2 separate regions of the Mus musculus genome follow, and region 2 is linked to region 1. Evidence: chromatin contacts called from public HiChIP or PLAC-seq data. All regions are on one chromosome and are shown on one strand. The core of a region is the stretch at or near the end of the contact, and the rest is flanking DNA. Distances in the headings are between cores, read along the strand shown. Region 1 overlaps Rap1a (RAS-related protein 1a). Region 2 overlaps Tmigd3 (transmembrane and immunoglobulin domain containing 3).

Evidence for each region. HiChIP or PLAC-seq counts read pairs in DNA pulled down with a chosen protein or histone mark.
Region 2: a contact with region 1 is called in an H3K27ac HiChIP or PLAC-seq map of the HPC-7 cell line, with 7 times the contacts expected there. The contact joins two enhancer-like sites. A contact is called at or near these places in 3 of 39 promoter capture datasets (embryonic stem cells and hematopoietic stem and progenitor cells), 3 of 15 datasets of contacts at CTCF or cohesin (CD8 T cells, the G1E-ER4 cell line and embryonic stem cells), 39 of 484 Hi-C or Micro-C datasets (B cells, CD4 T cells, CD8 T cells and 15 more), 9 of 115 datasets of contacts at active chromatin or transcription factors (CD8 T cells, the HPC-7 cell line, the SCID.adh cell line and 6 more) and 4 of 9 other capture datasets (adipose tissue, liver, macrophages and 1 more).

Annotation. Positions count from the first base shown.
Region 1 is chr3:105,761,681-105,765,975 of GRCm38.p6, reverse strand. The region is part of intron 1 of Rap1a (RAS-related protein 1a); the gene reads left to right. Among named protein-coding and RNA genes, the nearest start is that of Rap1a, 38 kb to the left of the region's middle. Within about 2 kb of position 2,340, at least 80 of the 459 cell types and tissues checked have an H3K27ac peak or open chromatin away from gene starts, as enhancers often do. A contact at or near this core is called in CD8 T cells, the HPC-7 cell line, bone marrow-derived macrophages and 2 more, where this site is marked.
Region 2 is chr3:105,908,665-105,912,959 of GRCm38.p6, reverse strand. The region is part of intron 1 of Tmigd3 (transmembrane and immunoglobulin domain containing 3); the gene reads right to left. It overlaps Adora3 (adenosine A3 receptor), which reads right to left. Exons shown (of 2, transcript NM_009631.4): 2 at 4,032-4,295. Among named protein-coding and RNA genes, the nearest start is that of Adora3, 6.4 kb to the right of the region's middle. Within about 2 kb of position 2,274, at least 87 of the 459 cell types and tissues checked have an H3K27ac peak or open chromatin away from gene starts, as enhancers often do. A contact at or near this core is called in CD8 T cells, the HPC-7 cell line, bone marrow-derived macrophages and 2 more, where this site is marked.

The DNA.
Region 1 (4,295 bases), core at 1,091-3,590:
AGGGGGGGTCTAAAGACTGAACTCTCTTGGTGGCAATCTTAGAGGTCCTGTTGGTGTGTGTGTGTGTGCTTGAAACATAAAAGTTTTGAATTTTGATGTCCAGTTTTTTTTTCCCTTTTAGTGGTTGTGTTTCAAGTGTCATGCCTCCAAAGTTATTGCTAACCCGTGTCATGCAGTTTCTATCTGTGTTTTCTTCCATGGAACTTTACTTAAGCTATATCGTTTAGAGTGTGAGCCCCATTTGGTCAGTTTTAATATACAAAATGGGATCATTCGTTTTTTACATGTACATCTGGTTTCCTGGCACTGTTTATTGAAAAATTGTCCTTTCCTGACTGTCTCCTGTAAAACATAATTTGGCTGTGTTTGTGAAGATTTATTTCTGAGGTCCCTATTTTCTACAATTCCTCTATATATTCATTTCTACACTGTTAAGAACATGAGGTTCTTAATAGATGTGGGGGTGCCTGCCTCTAGTCTCAGCACTTGGGAGGCACTGAGGCTGAAAGATGGCTTCTAGTCTACATAGTGAGTTTCATTCCAGCCAGAGATACATAAAAAGACCCTGCCTCGTATACTCATATAACAGCAAAATACTAACTTCTCCTTTAATTTCTTTTTTAAAACTTGGAATAGTAGAAATATATTGTTTCCAAATATTTGGAGATTCTCATATCTTTGCTACTGATTCTAAATTTGATTCTATCAGTTAGGATATATTTTGCTCCATGCAGTTAATTTTTTTATTATATATATTAAGTACGCAGCTTAATATTATACATATTAAGTACACAGTTTCTTAAAAGACTAAAGATCATAATGTCTAGAACTGAGAAAATAAGTAAATAAAGTTATATAAAAGAACAAACATAAAGACTTGTTATATATTCAGAAAACTGACTTTTTTAAAGTTCACTTATTTAAAAATATTGATACAGGATGTAAGCCATTAACTATTGCTTCACTGCCTTAAAGAACAATTTTATTAGTGCTGCTTATGTGGAGAGACGAAAACTACTCATGTGACTATCATGTCTTAGTGACACAATTCAATGGGGGCATTTTTATATTATGGAAAAGATAACAAGTTTAAGTATTGATCATTTTAGAAATACTGCCTAAACATTTAAATATACATTCCTTCCCCAATCTATTCTAATACAGTTTATGGACTATTAAGTCAAGCTTCAGAAGTTAAACTTTTAGCATTGATATAGTCAAGCTGTAAAAGGAACTGAGACTGGATTCTGACAGTTTTTCTTTCTTACATAGAGCACTATCTATTAGAAATGAGGATGTTAACTATTCCACACTGGAATCAGTTTCAAAGATGAGGCCAGGAAACCATGAAATGGATTGAAAAGGGATGAAAAGTGATGGGGAAGAGGAGCAGGCTCACCACAGCAGAGCATAGCAATTTCGTGGAAAACAAAAGGCATTTTGTATGGATTAAATTCCCTTACATTTATTGAGACTTGTATTTATAGTATAGAGTATTTACTCTGTTGGTAAATTTTTATATCCCCTGAAAAACAATATATATTCTATTGTTGTTGGTGGAATATTCTCTGAGTGTGGGTCAACCCTGTCCTTACTGGCTTTGCCTATTAGATCTGTCAGTTACTGACAGGTGCTATCATCTGTCAGTACAGTACTATTATTATAAGCAAATGTGAGAGATTTGTTTCTGTTCTCCTTGTTTATACATTTTGGTATGTTGTGTATTCATTTCCAGCAAATGTTATTTGTTAGATCAGCAAAAGGAAAAGTGAAGTTTATGGTTTAAACCATTGTCATTTCTAAAGAATCTCACAGTTCTTGCAAGGTAGGCCTGTTGATGACAAATCTGTTCAGTTGTTGTTTGTAGAAGTCTTTTCTCCCTCATTTTGAAGGATAATTGACCTAGATACACAATTATATTGCGGCAGATTTTGTCTGAATGATTTAAACATTTTGCTTTATATCCTTTTTTGTGGTTGGAAGAAAATTCTGATGTAATTCTTATCTTAGCTCCTCCTCCCTCTGGCTCTTTTGGCCATTTTACTCTTTGTTTTATTTTCTTGCTGTCTGAGTATCTGCCCAAGTAGATGTTTTTATGTTCACTCTACTTGGTGTCCTCTGCATTTTCTGAGTTTGTGGTTTAATGTTTTTCTTGTTTGTTTATTTTTTAGCAGTCTCCCCCTCTTCCCAGATCCTCTGCTTGGCTTCATCTTCAACTTGGAAACTAATTCTTGCCACCTCCACTGCAGCTGCTTTGGTCCATGCTGTCTTGGGTGCTTGCGGTTGTCTTCATTCTTCTTCCTGCCTTTGCCCTTTATCTATTTCATAGCTAGAGGAAGCTTGACAGCCTCTCTGCTCAGTCATCCAGTGGCTTCCTGTCTCATGCCAGCTAACAGCCAAAGTCTTTGCCATGGCCTGAAAGGCTGGATTTAGCTCCGTTTAGGATCTTCTAGTAATTAATCCCTATTGCTTGCCAGTCTTAGGGCCCTCTTTTTCTTATGGAAGTTGCCAGTCTTCTGGAGGCTTTGCCACCTTGCTCTTTTGCACACCTCTGTTCTTTAATTTCCTCTGGCCCCCACACACTCAAATACTGCTTTTGAAAACATAAACCACATCGTCCATGAGCTCCTTTCCCCATTTTGCTGCGTCATTATTCTCTGAAGTGTTTGTTTGTTTGTTTGTGTTACTGGGAATTCAAACCAGGCCCCATCTCCTCACTAAAGCATTTTACCTGCAGAGGAAATCTCTGGCAGAGGAGAATATGGTACACTGAAGAAAATGAATGAAAGCCAATTATGCTGGACTGTTGAGAACAGAGGGGGCACATTGTAAGATAAATCTAGGGAGGGATTTAGAGTTCAAATTATAATGTTCCCTCTTAGGCCTTAAGCATTTCTATCTTTATATTTAAAGGTAATGGTGGTCACTAATAAATCATATTACTCACTTGGAGGGTTATAAGGAAGTAGTTACTAAAGTGACTGATTTGTCATGTTATGAAAATCATCCCAGCTACTTTGTAAAGAATAGAGTGGAGGGGGTATATTACTTACTTTTTGGGGTTTTGTTTGTTTGTTTGTTTGTTTGTTTTCTGTGATAAAACACTGTGACGAAAGCAACTTATAAAAGAAAGTGTTTAATTGGTTGGGCTTACAGTTTCGGAGGGTTGGGGTCCACCATGACAGAGCCCTGTGGTAGCAAGCAGCAGGCACGTTAGCTAGTGCAGCAGTGAGAGCTCACATCTCAAACAGAAAGAATGAGTGCACTAGGAATAATGAGAGGTTTTGGAAGCCTCAAATTTTGACCCTGTAACATACTTGCCTCAAACAGGGCTACACCTAATCCTTCTCAAACTGGATTTACCAACTGGGTACCCTGTATTCAAATATATGAGCCTACACTGGCCATTCTAATTAAAATCACCACAGGGAAAAGACTGAGTTTGCTGCAATCAGATGACAGTTGGTTCCAGTGATTTAGGTGTCAGTTTTTGGTAGGTTGTTGATGACCATTTAAAAAAGAATGGTTGGAGCAGTAAACCTTCAATGAAATATATTTATAAATATCCTTAATTAGCAATTTTTATCTCCTAATTTTTATCTCATCAGAATGAGCTTTCTAATTTTATACAATCTTTTGATTCTATTTTGAGAAAATAGAATGTCTGATGTAATGTAGATCTTTAATACACATCCTAGAAAGCCCTGTGTCCTTTTGTATGTTTCTTAACATATAGCACAAAATCAAGCATCTCTATTATTTAACTTTCATTTACATTAGAGCTAGACTTGGTTTTGTTTTCACCCTTTATTTTGGAGTATAAGGCAACATTATAGTTTCAGATTGTTAAATAAACCATATGTAATAAAGTGTTGACAGGAAATATGACCTGAGTTCTGGAAGAGTGGCTGTTCTCCATTTGAGTGTATAGGAAAGAGAACAGGTGTGAGGTCATCTCCAAAGGAGAAGAGAACACATACTCAGTGGCTGCGACTCACTGGGGGCAGGGGGGCAAGGAGGCTGGGAAGTGTTGCTCTTCCCACACTACCTTGTGCTACCCCTAGAAACCTACCTGTGCTTTTATACAAGTCTGCTCTGTTTCTAATTGCTACCGTGTTGGGGTCAACTTTTGTACTACATGTTTTCTCAACACTACCACTAAATGCACAGTCAAAGATAATCAGAGAACCTAGAGTGTAAAGTGCCTCTTGCCTAATTAATTGTTATACTCATTTTGCATAAACCAGGCCTGTTTTGGGGTTTCTTTACCTCCAAAGTGAAGACCATTCATTTTC
Region 2 (4,295 bases), core at 1,025-3,524, 150 kb before region 1:
TCTGGTCAAAACACTGACCAAAAGGAACTGGGGTGAGGAAAGGGTTATCCTTTATAAGAGTTGCCTTGGTCATGGTGTCTCCTTACAGCAATGAAAACCCTAACTAAGACAGTCTGCATGATAAGCAAAATTTGGCAGTGTGATGTGTGTCTTTCAAAGGTAGTACAAACTCCCACCCCAGTCTTTTGTGCTGCTACCTCGCAGAAGTTGGTCATCATTTTATGAGGACTCAAGCAGGCAATGCTGAGCCTCATGTGAAGAGGAAACACTTGCCAATATCACCTTATCACTCACGCCTGAGTGTCGGAGCCCGCTGGCATGAGTTTCAACCATCTCTGAGGGGGAAGTGAGGATGACTATAGGAAAGGTAGAAAAAAGATGCAGAGACAAGAGATGGATTTGGGAGGGCTGTTAGTGAATACCAAAGCAGCCCCCAAGTTTATTTTGCACAGCCTCTTTATCCCCCACAGTGCAGTGGGAAACCAAACCACAAGCTAGCAGAAACAATTGCTTCTTATCCAGGGGGCCTCCCTGTTTCTTCCACCAAGGTCAATAGAACTTTCAGCCCCTTGCCTTGAGCTTCAAGTGTACCTCTCTCCTATAGTTCCAAGTCTCAGCAGTCGGGAAATCTGCCAGGAAACCCTGACCTGCCTTGACTCTGCCTGAGTTTTCACTCAGAAGCAAACAAATGGCTCCCGACACCTGAGTCACTTTGGTAGGGTCAAGCTTTCAGATGTCTGACCCAGCAATCAATCTCATGCGAGATCAAGGATGGCCCCGAACCTGGGAGCCTCCAGCTTCCATCGCCAAGGAGCTGGAATTACAGTATGTGGACAACACTGACTGGTTTGTATCTAGTATCAACAGAGATAAGGAAGGACTGCATTTTTTTAAGAAATCAATTATTATTTTCTGAGTAACATAGACAGTAGTAAGCATTTATTATCTCCTCCTGGTCTGTTTGGGTCACAGATCCAGGGTCATGCTTGCTATATATATATCAAGTTCAAGGACAACCTGAATGACAGGAGATTCTGTCTCAAATTGGAAAAATCAAAAAAATAAAACAAATAAGAAGACAGGGGTATGAAGATCCTACAGTCAGTGTTAGCTGTCCATTCTGGAGCTGTCCATTCTGGAGCTGTCCATTCTGTTCCCCGCGCTCTCTCTTAAGGCTATGATTGATCTTTAGATTCAGGGGAGGAAAAGTACATAGGTTACTGAGAACCCACATGGAAAATGGAGAGAACCGCCTCCACAAAACTGTCCTCTGACCTCCACGTGTGCTGTCACACATGCCCTGCCACATAGCCACACGTCCACATGGCATGGATGTTATTAGTCCCATGTTACAAATGAGGAGCGCACACAGCAGTTTAAGTGAGTAGCAATGAAAACCTCTTTCCATTGTGTTGTCTCCTCTCTCTCATTCTCTCTCTCTCTCTCTCTCTCTCTCTCTCTCTCACACACACACACACACACACACACACACACACACACACAAATGTAATAAAAATGGAAGAGGAGAAAAAGCTTTTGGCTGACTCTTGGTAGGCTAGTCTCTATTTCCACTTGACTTGTATTTTTAAAAAGCAAAGTAATAAACCCATGTATTTGGCATGTACATTTGTTCAGTGTCTTCATATGAAAGAGAGGAAACCCACCCCTATATTTGTCTGTGTGTCTCTGTACCTTTTCTCTTTAGAGAAAACTCCCCAGTTTTCCTTTTAGGATGAAAACTTGCTGGCCAGAGGCAAGCCTCATGGGAAGACCCCTGGCACACTGATCTCTAAACCTGAAACCAGAGTGGAGCTACTCAGTTGTAGCCAGAAATTTTTGGTTTGCCTTTGCTAAATACTCTATGCTAAATGAGTATTTTTCACACGCCAGGCTTCAGCTTCTTCTGGGCCCCAGGTTTTGGCTTCTTCCGAGCTGGCATAGCTCTTTATTCTCTCTTGGCAAGAATGAAACCACCCAGGTCCCAGCGAGCCACCAGTGGTAGTCAGAGGGACAAAGAAAACAAAAAAGAAAGTCAAAGTCCTTCTCAGAACCTCATAGGCATGGGTCTAACGATACCAGCAAGCCCGGCCGTGATGGTCCTTCCCACTGGAGTCAAGTGATTACTTTGAATCAAGCCTCCTCACAAAGGGGAGACTGAGCGATGTCACAATAATGGAGCTTGAAATTAAAAGTCAAGAGGTGCAGTGTGAAGAGTACCAGGAAACCAAGACTCTACAGCACTTCCCCCTCACCGTCCAGCCAACTGAGCAGAGGTTGTGACACCCCGGAGCAAGCCCAGGGCCTCTTCCTGGAGCTGCTCTCAAACTAAATCAGAGACTCAGTAAGGGGAAGCCCCGAGCTCTTGATTCTTCTGGAGTGAAGAATGAGAAAGAAGGGACCACTGCTGAAATGATGACAAGAGGAATTAGGTGACCGAGCTCAGGACAAGGACAAGGCTTTAGACGAACGTCAGGAATAGCTAATTCCACTTTCAGGTTCCCGCTTCTCTTTGCTTAATTGGAACCATTGTCCTGAGGTTCTCATCAAATCAATACGTTGTCTCTGGGAGTGAGACTCTGTGGGTAGCTTCAGATTCAGAGAGGCAAAAGCAAGGGTGGGGCTGCAGGGCTCCAGTCAAGTGACTGAGCCTCAAGTACGACGCGATGATCAATCTTGTTTTGTTTTGTTTTGTTTTTTCCTCCTTCTCCCATCTCCTCCTGCCAAGGTCTCACTGTGTATTCCTGGCTGGCCTAGTATTCACTACATAGACAGGGCTGGCCTTGGGTTCACAGAGTTCTCTGCCCCCCGCCATATCCTACCCCCCCAATATTGGGAGTAAAAGTATGTCTGTCATACTTGGTCAATGGTCAACTTTTGTTTTCCAGACCACAGAGACACTATGACCAGGTGCCTCACCCTCACACCATTATGCCTTATCCACCATGATCAACTGCACCTTCACACTGAGATAAAAATAACTGTAGTAGCCACTTCACAGAATTTCAGAGCCAAGGGGCACTTAAAATCTCAGTGGTTGGAAAAGGATTGACAGAGTTAGGGAGAGTCTCTAATCCCATAGCAAACCCCCCCCCCCCCAGCTATGGCCTACACTCACAACCATAGCCCTGGGGAAATAGCCAGATACCTGGGCCTTGCCAGCTTAGACTAAGTGTTGAGCCCAAGGCCAGTTAAGAGAATTTGTTTCAGAGGCAGAGGCAGGCAGATTTCTGAGTTCGAGGCCAGCCAGCCTGGTCTACGAGAGTTCCAGGACAGCCAGAGCTACACAGAGAAACCCTGTCTCGAAAAACAAAAACAAAAGAGAATCTGTTTCAAAATAAACAAGGTGGGCAGTACCCACCTTGGTAGGAAAGGGATATCTGAATTTGTCTTCTGGCCTTCACATGCAAAATTCACACGCACCCCCCCACCACCACCACCACCACCACACACTAATGTGCACCTTCTCACACAGGAACATGTGCACACACAACCCCAAAAAATATTGACTATTTGCCTTATATTTCGTAACAGAATTTATCAGGCACTCAAAGATCGCTTTTACTAAATAGCACTGACTCCTCATCTGGGTTCACAGAGTAACTAGGAGCCAGCAAAAGCCTGGCATCCCTGTCTTCATTTTCCATCTGTATCCTTTGGGCAATCTATTTACCTGCATATGGGCATGTGAGCTACTCAAGGACTATGTGGTGGTTTGGATTAGAAATGCCACCACCCTCAGGCTGGTCCCTCAGTTGGTGGCACTGTTTTGGGCATTGCGGGCAGATGTAGCCTTGCAGAAGGATGTGTGGAAGGATATGCAGCACTGAGTGAGGTTAGACTTGGAGAGGTTAAAGCCTTGTCGCTGCTTTCTGTTCACTCTCTGCTTCCTGCTTCTGGTGGTGATGTGATCACTCAGCTTCTGGGTCCGGCTGCCATGCCTGCCTCTTGACGCCATGCCCACTCCCTACCATCATGGCCTCTTATCCCTCTGGAAAGAGAAACCCAAATAAATTCGTTCTTCTACAAGTTGTCTTGGTCATGAAATATTTTTTTAATAGCAACTGAAAAGTAACAAATACAGAGTATCTGTATAAAATCTTGTGATACCTAACTTATTTCATTCCTCCATCCTGGCTGAAGCCACAAATGTGTGTGTCTTAGTGTCAGTGTTCTCAAATGTCCTGTTCCAGACTTACAAAGCACTCCTAAAGATCTCCAGCTGTAGCCAGATGGTGGTGCTGCCTACCCTTAATCCCAGTACTTAGGAGGCAGAGGCAGGCAGATCTCTGAATTTG